2 separate regions of the Gossypium hirsutum genome follow, and region 2 is linked to region 1. The links are chromatin contacts, called in public Hi-C maps. All regions are on one chromosome and are shown on one strand. The core of a region is the stretch at or near the end of the contact, and the rest is flanking DNA. Distances in the headings are between cores, read along the strand shown.

Region 1 (7,260 bases), core at 2,651-5,150:
TCGATGTTTTCTTAGTGAGTTTATTGATTTTGCAAAACTTGGGTGTTTAAGGCATATGCTAGGTCATCTTTCCATCTATCTAATACTGACTGAAAATCTTCTAGAGGATGAAAAGCGACTGGTCAACTAAAACCCAAAATAAAAAAGGTCAACTTGATCTATAATTGAAGCAGCTTTAGAATTTAGAGAGCAGGCTCAGCTGCATTCAATACAATAAACTGGTGTATTTCTAATATTCACTGGCTAGAATGCATGTAGAAGTAATTTCCCAGGGTGGTATTTACCTCCAAATGGATATATTGAGTTGTAGTGTACCTCTGCCCAAAAGCTCAAAAAAATAACTGCAGAAACCAGACCAAACTGATTATTTTGTGATATAAATTCCCACCGAATAGCACAATGTTTGAGCCGTAGTGTGCATCTTTCTTCTCTAGAAAACCACTAGATAAAAACGAAGGATAGAAAATCTACGAAGTAGATATTTTTCGATCAACCATCATCATAAACTAAATGGTCAGACGGCAGCTTGCACCTCTAACTATTGAGATATAACAAGAGATGCTCAAATGCTAGGAAGAAATTTTAACATGACATTCAATGTATTAATTGCAATCAGAATCATGACGATAAACAAGAAAAATAACTTACTAATAGAAGCTAATACTATAGACTATACCTCGTTTTGACTTTTGGACATTTGGAAGAATCTCAATGTAGCAAGTGTCCTTGAAAGATGTTATGACAAATATTTTAACACCATACTGCAACAAGCAATTAGCATGCATTAGACAGCCACTGTTGGCATATTTTAACAAAATCACAATAACCAATACAGTTTTTCTTCCCATATTGTGCACGATAAAGCAGCAAACTGAAATTGGCATAAACTAATCTTTTGGATGTCTACTGAATCATAGAGAAACTGGAGGATTGACAACGGAAAATTGATATGCAGGTTAGGCAAATTGAAAAATATAACAAAAATTTAAGGGAGGGGGAATGTGAAATCTATCACAAACAAGAGGGTAAAAGAAAGACTTAATTCACGATTTGGCCTCTAAATTATACTCATTTTTCCACTTCATACCTAAACTTTTTTTTCCATTTTGGTACCTGAAATTTCCATCCCAAGTTACCCAAAAAAAATTGCCAATAAACACATGACACATTCTTATTGGACGCTGGTAATTTCTGGGGGTAAAATGGGGTGAAAATGATATTTCAAGTACCAAGGTGGGACCAAAAAAATTTTAGGTACCAAAGTGGGAAATCAGATATAATTCAACGTCCAAATTATGAATAAAGCCAAAAAGAAAAGACAGGTGGAGCATACCGAATCTGCAGCAGCCTGCAAAGTGACATGATCACCCCATTCACCACTCCTATAAGCATCAATATGATGAAGCAAGGTCAAGAAAACTAGAAAAGGAAGAATAGTTAAGTCATGGAGGAACAGAAAAATACTCGGACATCTTCTCCAGGTAGTCACTGTATGCCATGGGAACATACCCCTCATATATATCTGGACAAGACTTAAGCTGATTGTGCAAGATATAGCAAGAAAAGAAAAGTTAACATCAAACTTTATTTGCAATGCACAATGATTTCAATGAACGACTATACACAAGCCCAACAAACAAAAACGCCTAACTTTGCTATTGTATGTTAAAGGCCAACCTGGTCTACAACTTGCTGCCTCACAAACTCATGATGCTCAGGAGTTCGATAAACTTGATCAGATAGAGCACGGAACTGGCAACATCATGAAGCTAATGAGACATCAGGCATATAATTTACATGAAGCACTGCAGTAACAATTAGTAAGCTTCCATGATCACTGGGAAGAATGTCATAGGGGATGAGATTTTATGTCGGTAACAACATTCGAAAGTTTTACCAACAATGGAGTCAAGACCTTGGAAATTAATGTTAGAAGGGAACCAATATCAAAAGGCACCCGTGCTTTTATATGGATACATGAAACCTATGCATAATGACAGTTTAGACACAAAACAACTTCAACCATATTGATGCTATCTAGCTCTATTGATGTTAATATCCATGCTTTCAACTTTTAAGCTAACCTGACAGTTACCGTCTCCTTCAACTTTAAGCTCCACTAAATTATAGACTTGCAATCTGTTACAGTAAAAGAATTACCAGAACCATATATTCAGCAAATAGGCCAACCAAAGGGGAAAAAATGGTAATAGAATTAGAAAATAGCTAGAAAATATAAAGATAAAGAATTCAAAGAAAAGTCCAATTCCAAGTTCCAGGAAACAAAACAAAAAAAAAAATGCAAACCTCTCTAGTAGTCTTTGATGATCTAAAGTTGCTTCATCAACAGAGGGTATCTCACCATTGATTCTTGGAATATGCTACACACAACCAGAGATAAATCTAAATGCATAACTACGACACTACTTTATAGATGTCATAATCAAGAACTTAAACCTTATAGTCACACTTACAGGAACAGGAACCATCTGATTTAGCCTTTTCCCAACTTCACCATCAAGAGCAAACTCATCGGTTAGCTCCAATGAATATGACCTATCCTCTTCACATAACAACTTCTCTTCAGGGCTAGAACATGAACTAGAAGTTGTTATTTCATCTTGCTCTTCCTCACCACAACCTTGCCCTACAAATCACAAAACAGAAACATATAAATGCAATACATTAAAGACATATCAGCAACTTCAAACCGTTGAACTCGAAAATTCAGAAACTTCCTTATACCAGAACCAAAGTCCCCAACAGCCTGATTGATACAATCTCGAGTGTAACCAGACACTTGCAACTGCAATTCTTCTTCGTCCCCTTGGCTTGGAGATCCCACCACTGCAAGTTTTGACAGTTCTTGAAGTTGAAGAGTATGAGCAATAGCCTCATCATTTTCCACATTACAACATTCTCCTGCGTCGTAATGATCATCCTCCTTGAAACTATTTCCAGTGTAATACTCTCCATTTTCTTGAGTTAACACACCACAATATCCACAATTAGCATAGGGATCACTATTGAATAGTTGCAAACCCCACTTAACAAAATCGTGTTCTTGCTCAGATGTCACCATCCTCTCTGTAGATAAAATCTCTTAACCCCCAAAATCTGCTTCCTGCAGTGATGAACATAGACAAAATATATATATGATAATAAAGTTTAGTTATTTAGCAACAAATTGCAATACCCAGATTTTATTATAGCTTAAATACTTCTACTTTATGTAAAGGTTTGAGCTTTAACTAATAGATTTGCAGCCAAAAATGGCCAAATAGACCCCCCCCCCAACAATATCAAACTAAACAATGAATTAACAACAAATTGCTCAGATTAGAAAACCCAAATTGTCCCTTAAACAATGGCATTATAGAAAATTAGAAAGAATTAAGAATACAAGAAAAGTAGCAAACACATTCATTAAAAAAGAAATGAGAACTTCTCAACATACCAGATTAGCTGAATGATATTAGAAGGAAACTAATTAAGATAATTTATCCATGAAAATAATATCAGAAAAACCCATTGAGAAAAATAAAATAAAACAAAATAAAATGCGGGGTCGATACGCCGCAGAGACGAGATGAGTGGGGAATACTTTAAAATGGAAGGGAAAAAATGCAAAAAAAAAAAAAAAGTAATAATAATTACAGGAAGGAGGGTCAGTTCACGTGGTATTGTACTAATGGTACTATTACTTTGCTTCCGTCAGGTGATAGTGGTGGAGACTAACAGTCAACGTTACGTGACGGCTACGGCATCTTCATTCTTCTTCACTCGTAGCCTGTAGCAGTATTTTGTAGGGTATTGCTCTTCTTTCTGACTGGAATTGTATTTCCCAGTTGCTAATCTCCACAAAGCCCAATCCAAGTGAAATTAGGCGCTGTACCTCTAAAGTTAGGCAGATAAAAACACCCCCCGCCCCACAAAAAAAAAAAAAATTTGCTGTTACAGATTGCATAGGTACATTAAATCCCACGTGAAAACCAAAATAAGGCACATTAATCTTTCATAAGAAAAACATTGAATATATAAACCAATAAGCTGCACATCATCTCTTTTTGAAAAAAATTTACTTAAAATGTGTTTCAATTTTTTTTTAAAAAACGAAGTAAAACATAATATAATGCATTTTTTAAAGACTCATTAATTGTAAAATTATATTTGTAAATAATAATTTTTTAAACGTTAACAATTATAATTAAAATATCAAAATACAAGTACATGTCCAAATAACCACGTCTAAATAACCACTATTAACTGAACTAAAATTCAGGTTTGGCGATAATGTATGGTGAAACTGAAAGTCCACGCATTTAATTGTGCATGCCCAAGACCTCTTAACTATGCCAAGGCCTCGTTGTGAATAATAATTAAAATGAAGTGAAAAACATGGGATTTCAAGAAAGCACATTCAGAAGTGGATTGCAGCAATAAGATTTTTACTTAAAATGCATAAAGAATAGAATAAGGTACAATGCTTGAAGACGAAACGTCAAATATTTGAAGCTAATAATATTGTTATAAACTCGAAAACTATTGCTATACTATTATTCTGACTTGCAACGATATATTTCTTCAATCCTTTCTCCGTGTTGATGGCAGCGTAGAGCCACATCAGGCACCTCCTCGATATCCTCTGCAGGCTGGTAACAAAAACAAACCATCACTTCATGTATAAATGTTAAGTTCTGACCCAAAACTCAAAACCTGGTCCAACCATCCAACACGTCTAGTCTTAAACATAAAATGACCAAAACCTACAAAGCCACCCAAACCCGAAATGACTCAAAATCAAAATGAACAAAACTCGACATGGTCCAAACCCATAATGACTGACCCGAAAAACCATAGCCTCAAGCCGAAAACAACCCCGAACTGGAATAACCGAAAATGACCCTAAATGACCAAAAAATTTTAAAACTTGAATTGAATCCAAATTGAGCCGATTAAAAACCAAACTGATTCACCCAATTTACTGATTTAATTTTCCGGGATCATACCAAAAAGAAAAAAAAACACCATGTACCTGCAATAGTTCTAACAGACGCCATATCAAAAAGTCGATTATCATAACCAAGCAAAACAGCTTGCCTGCCCAAGCTCCACATGAAAGATACCTAACAAAACATGACCTCATTAGCATCCTTGGTAATAACTCAAAAATAATCTACTGATTTTACCAAATATTTGAAAGTTACAAGCTACCACTTTGTATATTACTTGGATTCTCCATTGTCCCTGAAGTACCCATGTCCGACACAACATAAACAAGAGGGTATCAACTTTAAAATATAAAGAAAAGCTTTAAAAGATTGGTATACCCATAAACAAACACATAATTATGTTCAATACTCATCTCCAAGTCCTGTTCACAACTAGATAATGCGAGCTTGAGTGTACATACGGTTGATGATTGCAAGGTTGTATGTAAGTTTTTATTTAATTACTTAATAAGCGAACTTTTAATCTTCCTGCCTTCCATACTAAAAGCACATAAGAAAATATCCATGCCATACACTCAACATTATACCAAAAACCTTTCAGTGAAATCAGAGGTGCTTGAAAAGCATGACACCATCTTATTGGCTAAAACAAATTTGTGAGCATCATCTTCGGGGAAAACATTCAATGGCATACCTGGAAAGTCGTTCTAGAAGACTCTGATCAGAACATTTCAAGGCACGATTATATACAATCTCAGTCCTTTCAGCAACATCGTTCCAATTATAAAGTCTCTTCATCTTGCCACAAAAAGAGAAATATGCATTTGTCCACCTCACGCAGTTCAAAATTACTATATGAAGTCAATGAAAATTACTTACTCGATCATGCATAACCTGTGGATCAATATTAGGAAGGATAGATATTGCCTTCCTAATTGCATGTACCATGTCACTAGGATCTGGTTCAGCAAGTACTATCATGTCATCGGGTAAAACCTAAAACAAATAAATGGAAAATTAGAGGATATCTTAAATAAATTTCAATCCTTTTAGGTGCAAAAGCATAAACCAGTTTGGTATGTCTAGGTTAATGACAGTTTGAAGTACATGCCTCTGGGACACCTCCTACACGTGTGCTGACAGTTAATAGTCCACAACTTGCAGCCTCCAATATGGCTATACAAAAAGCTTCAGTTAAAGAACTGTCAAAAGGAAAAGCAATTAAGTTCATCCGCCTTTACACTTGATTATCAAATGATCAATGAATGTTAATTTGTCTTCTTTGTGTTTCTTCTTCTTCTTCTTCTTCTGTTCCTTTTTTTTTTCTTGGCTTCTGGTTACATAAAAAAGAAATAAACTAAAAAAGGGTGGTCTGTAGGAACCAAAAATTTACCTGTTTAAAAAAATGTGGCCAGAAATCAGCACAGACCTTACAGAAGCATGTGGTACAGCCCCCAACATCTCAACTCGATCTTGGAGAGAATGCTTTTCTCTCATCTCTTCCAACCGCACTCTTTTAGGTCCATCTCCACCAACAACGAAACGTACCTTCGCAGGTGTTTAAAAATGAGAAAATAACTCAAAATAACAGTGCAGACTAACATGTTAGAGTACAGTCATACTTTCTACTAAATACCAAGTCTTCATCCAAATGAGGAACTATAACCAACACACTGAAAGATTTAACTAAAATTTAAAACATGACAATGGATCAGCAATGTGTAAGTGTAGCAGAAATTCAGATGTCTAGATGTAAGAGGCTTGTGTATGTGAGAGAGAGCAGGTGCAATATGGCAGTTGGCTAAACATACTAATTTTTGGGCCTATAACTGATGAACCATCATAATTTAGAAAGCCATAATAAACCCTTTTGCAACTAACTCCTCTCATGCTAACTGCAGAAAGCAAACCAAAAGAATGGCTACTGAAATATTTTCCAAGACTAAAATAAATTGAACCATAAAAAAGCAATTACATTCATCAAATAGGAAGACACTGCTGAAAAGGCAGGATATTTATTCTACATAAACATATCTTTTGTATGTAAATAGGGACTATACACCAAATTTACGTAAAAATGGCCAACAGTTCATATGGATATATAATGGGGGCCATTTTATGCTTAGTCTAGCCAGTAGCAACAACACTAACCATCATTGCAGAATATCAAACCAAAGGACATAGGTAATAAAAACATTCAACCATCTCATACTCTTGCCAGTAGCTGGTGAAGCAACATAAGAACTGGGTGAACTGCTCATTTCTAACTAATACCATGACAACTGACTAGTAACAGAACAAGCCAATA
Region 2 (7,260 bases), core at 2,533-5,032, 64 kb before region 1:
ATTATTATACCAATTTGAAAAGCTTAACCGGAAAATTAAAAAAAACAAAATTAATAATTTAAATCACCAATTTAAAACTTTTTTTTATAGTTGAATTAAGAAAAAAAAACTTTTAACCATAATTGAGTTACCATTTATTTTTATTTTTTTTACTTTCTACATCCAGTATTCTCTCAATTTATGTACCACCAAAGTGGGTTTAACTGAAAAACTAAAAAAAGAAAAAGGAGAACACACAAGTGAAATGTCAAATTATGATTTTAGTCTATATCCTATACTCAAATTAAATTCTAATCCTTATCTTTTAATTTAGTTAAATTTGATTTTTTCTCATTTTATTTCATTAATCAATCCAAATAGTTAACTCTTAAATTATTCTAATTAAAAAAAAATACTGATAAGTCAATCGAAATAGTTGTTAATCCATATCAACATGATAAATTACAAGTTATTTTTTTAAATTCATGTCAATATTAGAATAGTTATGAATGTTAATTATTTACATTTATTAATGGCATTTTAAGTAGAGATGCTGCATCTCGAAAACCATACAAAAAAATAGCTTCAAAGATAAGATATTCATAAGTTATGCATGGAATATACGGTGATCGGCCAGGCATTCAATATGAAGCGGGTTTAAAGTTAAATAATTTGCATAAGAGACAGTGCAAATATACATAAATTGCAAATTACATGAACAATTGGCTACATACATTCTTCCATATACAACCAAGATAACAGCAAATTCGTTTGTAGCCTCAATTTCTGACCTAGCTTTACACTGCTAATCTAAGAAGCCCTGCAAAAATCGAACCGATACAATCTGCCACTGCATATAGATCGCCTAAGTTGAACAACATTACGTCTAGCTATTATGGTTCGTCATCATCTGATAAACAAACAATGTCGCTTGCTCCGCTTTGTTGTGCTTGGTTGGCCCGAACACTTGGTATTATTGCAGCCAAGCTTAAACTAATATCTGGCTGCAAGGTGCTTGGGGATTTGCACTGGTGATAGATAGATTGTTCATCCCCATTAGGACATCCAATGATGGTAAAGAGTTAGGTAGCCTGTCGTTTATTATTATGTCCGACCTGCTAGATTGGGTTGTAGTTGATCCCTGCCTGTAAGCAGGGTGCCTATTATGTGCCTGATGGTTTGACATTCCACTAGACTGCCACGGGAGACGGGAGACCGCCAGGGAGACTGGATGTTGAAGGTCTAAATGGTTATAGATGCAAGGAAGGCGCTCGAATTTCACTGCCCATTTGGAAGTTTTTTGGGGAAGGGGAGATGAAATTGATATGGGGAGGTCTAGTTGGAGCACCTGATGAAAATGTCGAGGGGTTAATAACCTACAAATGCGAGCCCATGGTTTGTAAAGTGACTACAGTAGGTGGCACAGTTTGCATGCTAGTAGCTAAGCCAGTTGAAGGGAGACCAAAAGCAACGGAAGGTTGAAGAGGTGGAGTCACGGTTTGTGTATTAACTACATCCGGTGAAAAAGTTTGCATTTAGCAGTTTGGCCAGTTGAGAGGAGAGCAGAAGTAGTAGAAGGCGGCACGGTTTGCATGCAGGGGCGAAACCAGGGGGGGGGGGCAGGCATGGGCCCCGGCCCCCCCTAAAATGGGAAATTTTCATTTAGGCCCTTTAGATTTTTTTAAAATTTTAAATTAGTAAAGGTAAAATTGCACTTTGGCCCCCCCTAAAATTATAAAAATTCAATTTAATCCTTTAAAAATTATAAATACGTAGACTATAAAAAATTAAAATTTCCTTCGGCCCCCCAAAAATTTTTTTCTGGCTTCGCCCCTGTTTGCATGAGTGGTTGGGCTAGTTGAAGGGAGACAAGAAACAATGAAAGGCTGTAGGGATGGAGTCACAGTTTGTATATTAACTACAGCCAGTGAAAAAGTTTGCATTCTAGCAGCTGGGCCAGTTGAGAGGGGAGCAGAAGCAGTAGAAGGTGGCTATACCATCTGTTGTGATGAAAGTTGAACCAACTGCTACATGAAAATAGAGCTTGCCTCTACCAAAATTACAATTAAGCTATGTGCATGTACCACAGGGCCATGTTTCGGTTGACTTGGCTGAACTTGGAAGCAAATCCTCGTCGAAGGTTGCATATTTTGTTAACAGTTTTTTTAGCAATCGTCATGTTTTCTTAAACAAGAATATCGGTCTATGTGATTGCAATGTAAGTACCGGTAAACTAAGCATAGAATATCCCAAATATGATCACTCAACAAATCTAGGATTGAGTGGCTACCCTAAACCTACCAGGCACTAGTGCTGGAATTTTCGTCAAGTAGATTATTATAAGCATCCATTTGATTCTCTATTCTTCCATTTACTACAGTAGCACTACTAAGTAATATATTAAATTCACCTTGCTGTGTACCCTTTGAACCAGATGGTCCATTATCCATACATTTAGACCTAAAAGCCACGATCAAGACCTTTGATTAAGAGAACTTTGTTGAAATTTATAACAAGTTCTATTTCTAGCACATAAATTGTCTTTTTCTCCTGGAGTTTAACTTTATACTTCCTATTAATTTGAGCTACAACCTCCTTAATCTCCTTCTCACACTCTGATTTCAGCTTCAGCTTCTGTTCAAAGAGAGGAAATTCTTGATTGAAAGTAAACCATATACCACTATTAGTAAATAAGCAAACAAGTAAAAAGGGCACTAATCTTGTCTTTATAAACCTTAATGGTTTGATCTTCTTTAATTATTCTTTACATTTCGTATTGAAATGGGTCATAATACATAGGAACCTGTATCTGATATGATGCAATAGGTGCAGTCTGTATGGGAAGGCCACTAGAAACAGAAGGGACCGAAGCCTGTCTCACAAGCCCACCAATGATATGTGAATGCACAGGCTACAAAATATCTCAATTGGACAGCTCAATCCGGTCTGCCACCGGTTGCCTCGGGTCTTGAGAAAACTGGCTAGCAATTTGGTTTGCATTGCTTGGTTGATGTTCAATCGCAGTAACTGAAGGCAGACTAGGAGGAGAGAGGTTAGAAGTTGATCCTGTGGATCTCAACTGCTGTGCATCCGAATGGGACACATTGCAATTTACATTAATGGTGCCATTAGATGGTGAAGTTTCAATAACCTAAGAAGCATTTCACATTTCAGTATTTGCAACGTCTCTAAATTGTATTCCAGAAGAAGTACAGGGAAGAGAACCCACATCTGGGGATGCATGCCAAATAAGATATTCCTAACTAATTAGGAGCTAGCCTTATTGGGGTATTCGAATATTGAAACAATCTCCTCACTATGAGGACAAATAAATAAACACACAGTCAATCCGCTATTACTGTGTAGCAATATATTACCTTCTATAATGTTATTATTTTGCTTTATCTTTTGGTTGTGAAATGGTAAGTCGATAAGCTTCTTTTAATAATAAAAAATTTCCGGCAGAACCCCAAATGTCATAAATCAAATTACAATTAATATCTAATTCAGTTGACATGTGTTATATTCTAAATATGTTATTGTTCACTTAAATTTATACTAACAATTGAGTGAATGCATTAATAGCAATTATTTGAGCACTTTCGAAAAGTCTTAATTTTTATTTAACTATTTTGAAAGGTTTAAACTTTACGTGAACAACTTTAAAATATTTTGTCTCAGAGCATTTAAACTAAAAAAATATTAATAAAATCTGGAGGTTGTGGACCACCTCGGTGCAAGGTAGACGCAGGCTACACTGAAGAAATATCTGATTTCTTGCAATTCAGATTCCATGTTCATGGTGGATAGTATGCGATCCCACCAGTCAAATTCAATAGCACTCGTTCCATCACTCGGTCTATGAATAGTACCAGTCTCAAGGACTTCACTACTAACAGCTTCAGGTTTAAAACTAGTTTTATTTTCAATTAAAAGAAAATAATGGTTTCAATTAAATGACTTTAAAACTTAAATTTCAATTACAAGTTTTATTTTCATTCCAGTTAAGATCTCGGATAAAACTAGGCAGATTTTTTTTGTTGCTTTTTGCTGTTTTCTTTAAATTAATAATGAAAACAATATGTTGTATCTAATAAGGTGCAATATTGGTGTGAATCAAATCCAACAAAAGTTCTACTACACCAAGGATGAAGAAGCTGTATCATTGCAATTGGATGCAATCATTCAGCCCATTACACTTTATAATATGCAAAAAGGATCTTTTAATGCTCTTGAAAGTGATAATTTTTTAAATATATTTTAGATATTTTAGTTGTTGATGATATAAAGTACTTTGCACTATCTAAATTATGTGAACAGTAAGTCCCGGATGAATCATGGAGGAATGGAAATGGTTACGTACTTTTATATATATTGATTTGTGTAGAGGATTTTTTTGGTAAAAGAGAAAGTGTTGCAAACATATGAAACCTAATTTATTGAGAAACAGTAGAAAAATATTCGAGTAAATTAAATACTATTAAGTGCAGTGGTTGGTGATGATTAAAGTAGCAGTGCAAGAAGAATAAGGCTAAAAAGAGAAATAAGAAGAAAGATTATAGATAATTTCAAGAGTCTTATGAGAAACTATTTATAAGTATAGAAAATAAAGATTACATAACTTAGTAAATATAAATTACAAGAGAATACTTTTTGTTGTAAAGACATTAATGATTTATTACAAAGGGTTTAAGTTATTGATAAAGTGAATAGTGAATGTTTTATTCACTATGTTTGTGAAAGAAGGAGTACTCAATAGTACAACAAAGGGTGAAAGGAAATATCTTAACTATATCAATATTTCATCTATCAAGCAAAGCTCTCTAGTAATAGCTAAAATAACTCAAAAATTCTATCACATTTTGGGGTTTTTTCTCCCACTTTTTTCTACTTTGGTGAACTAATATTATATTTCTCATCATTTGCGAAACATCTCTTTGAACAAGAGTATTCCTAAAGAAGGGTTGTTTTGATCTATTTTGAACATGAGTTGTTGTTTTTTTTTCTCATTAAATGAAAATTTATTGAAAAAAGAAGGATTACAGAACAACACTACAACAACAGCAACATGTTGGGATCTAGTACTCTTAGTATAATATTTTTATCTATATATATACATTAGATTATCTACCAATATAAGTTATCTCTCCGTATTATGGTTCGACCATGTACTACCGCTTAGTATTAGTTAAACATTAGATAATCAATGACTCAATATTTGTTTGCATTTTACTTTGCATGCAAAAACCATTGAGGCACTACAGGAAAACAGACTTTTTGCGGCGCTTTCTAAAATGCCGCAAAATACGCTGCTATAGGTAACGCCACAAAAATTTGTGGCGTTTATTGGAAAAAAATGCCGCTAAAGGTCAAGGCTTTTAGCGGCGTTTGTGGGAAAAGCGCCGGTAAATGTCAAGGCTTTTAGCGGCGTTTGTGGGAAAAGCACTGCTAAAGGTCAAGGCTTTTAGCGGCGTTTGTGGGAAAAGCGCCGCTAAAGGTCAAGGCTTTTAGCAGCGCTTGCAAAAAAAGCGCCGCTAAATTTGGCAGATTTGTAATATTTTTTTTCACCAATATCCAGCCCTTCCTGCATTAAAATCCAACCAAATACAACAAATATAATATAAAATGCAGCCAAAAACAGCAAATTTAACATAAAAAATACAACCAAAAACATTAATTCTAAATGATACTTCAAATTTAACTAAAGATATATGATATAATTAATAAATAAAGTATAATTTAAAATATTTTTACAATAATGTTAAACGTGAAAAAACTTAAAAACATTCTTACAATAAGAAAATTAATGTCTAAGACGGCGGCTTTTGCGATTGTTGAAACATATGCATCATCTGCTGAAGCTGTAGCTGGAGGTCATCGTACTTTTTGCTCTGTTCTGCTACCATCGCTCGTGCCTCTGTCTCTCTCGCTGCAGCCGCTGCCTCCCTATCTGCTGCCTCCGCTCTAAGTTGTTGCTGGAGTTCTTCATATTTTCGTTGAACCTCGGCAATTTGCTCAACCGTGTTCGCTTGCATCTGAGCTATCTGGTCTCTTAACCTCTGAACTTCAGCTTGAGCTTGACTTCCGGAAGGCATGTATTGCTGGGAGCTGGATCCAAAATATTGGGTCGGGGTAACATCAGATCCTTGAAATCGAACCCGACCGTACCTTTCAGGACCCAAAACTTCAGTGATAATTCTGTTATCAATGTTCTCAAGATTAACAGAACTATCACTCGAAGCAATCGCTTCATATTCCGCCTTCTTCTCCTTTAGTTTCTCCTAAAAAATCAATTAAAGAGTTAGAAACGAAATATATAATAAAAAGAAATGCAACATAACTTAACATTTTTTAAAACTACTAATGATGAATTGAATTAAACAATTATAATTAAAGATTATAAATATTTAGAATAAATCAAATATTATTAAGTGAATATACCATAATTTCTCCAGCTTCGGATGTCATAGGAGATCCATCTTTCTTCCATGCGTAATCTCAAAAAGCTGAAGGCGTCCAACTTTTTGTCCGGATTTGACTTCCTACAATATAGTAGTAAGAATATTATTTAATAATAGAAAGTTATTAATATTTGAAAGAATTAATAAATTCATAATACCTCGGCCTCAGCTACAGAAGCAAAACTTCTCGACCCTGCCGTGTGCGTGAATTTTTGTTTTTGCCTGCTGCTTGTTCCAACTCGCTCACGGTCCTACATAATAAAATTATTATTACGTATATAGTAAACACTATATATAAGAGTTTGGAAATACGCAATACCTCTCATTTCTTTGAATTCCAAAATCTAACCGCATCTTCCCATTGATACCTCAGCATTCCTGGCGGAACATTTCTCAGTTTTTCCTCGAGGCTTATGTCTTTCTTAAAATATTGTTTCTTTAAAGTGCTTTTATTGTCTCTCCATCTTTTACCTAATGCCTTCTTGATATAATCATCGGAGACTTCTAAAGCAAATCTCTCCTAAAAAAACATAAGTTTAGAATGTAAATATAAATGAAACTTAAACCAAAGTATTATAAATTGCATTCACATTTTGTTACCTTAATATTAGCGAGAGCCTGATTTTTGTTGCTATCAGGCATGTGATGCCATGATTCGTAGTTGATGGGCAACATATTTGCATTTCGTGCTAAAATGCCCAAATAGCCTGCTAAAAGTCGAGCTTCAGATCCAACAGGCTGACCATGAGTATTTCTACTTACTTTAACACGCTTGACAGGATCTAAATCGTATAAATCTCTAAGTAGCGTACGTCCTCGA

What was found. Hi-C and Micro-C count contacts between places; a contact is called where the count stands out from the background.
Region 2: a Hi-C map of leaf shows a contact between it and region 1, with 1.7 times the contacts expected there. The contact joins the enhancer-like site here to the promoter of LOC107963899 in region 1. A contact is called at or near these places in 9 of 34 Hi-C or Micro-C datasets (callus, leaf and petal).

The regions. Positions count from the first base shown.
Region 1 is chrA03:5,964,789-5,972,048 of Gossypium_hirsutum_v2.1, reverse strand. LOC107963899 (OVARIAN TUMOR DOMAIN-containing deubiquitinating enzyme 12) reads right to left here and starts at 3,900. Exons shown (of 10, transcript XM_041106825.1): 1 at 3,658-3,900; 2 at 2,746-3,124; 3 at 2,475-2,647; 4 at 2,308-2,381; 5 at 2,085-2,139; 6 at 1,465-1,538; 7 at 1,334-1,382; 8 at 677-761; 9 at 285-341. The coding sequence starts at 3,082. It overlaps LOC107963897 (phosphatidylinositol N-acetylglucosaminyltransferase subunit A), which reads right to left. Exons shown (of 10, transcript XM_041106805.1): 5 at 6,346-6,500; 6 at 6,064-6,154; 7 at 5,832-5,948; 8 at 5,647-5,750; 9 at 5,036-5,126; 10 at 4,432-4,652. The coding sequence ends at 4,557.
Region 2 is chrA03:6,028,308-6,035,567 of Gossypium_hirsutum_v2.1, reverse strand. LOC107887981 (a long non-coding RNA gene) reads right to left here and starts at 7,116. Exons shown (of 3, transcript XR_001681229.2): 1 at 7,041-7,116; 2 at 6,760-6,960; 3 at 6,656-6,691. Within about 2 kb of position 3,782, at least 2 of the 9 cell types and tissues checked have an H3K27ac peak or open chromatin away from gene starts, as enhancers often do. A contact at or near this core is called in leaf, where this site is marked.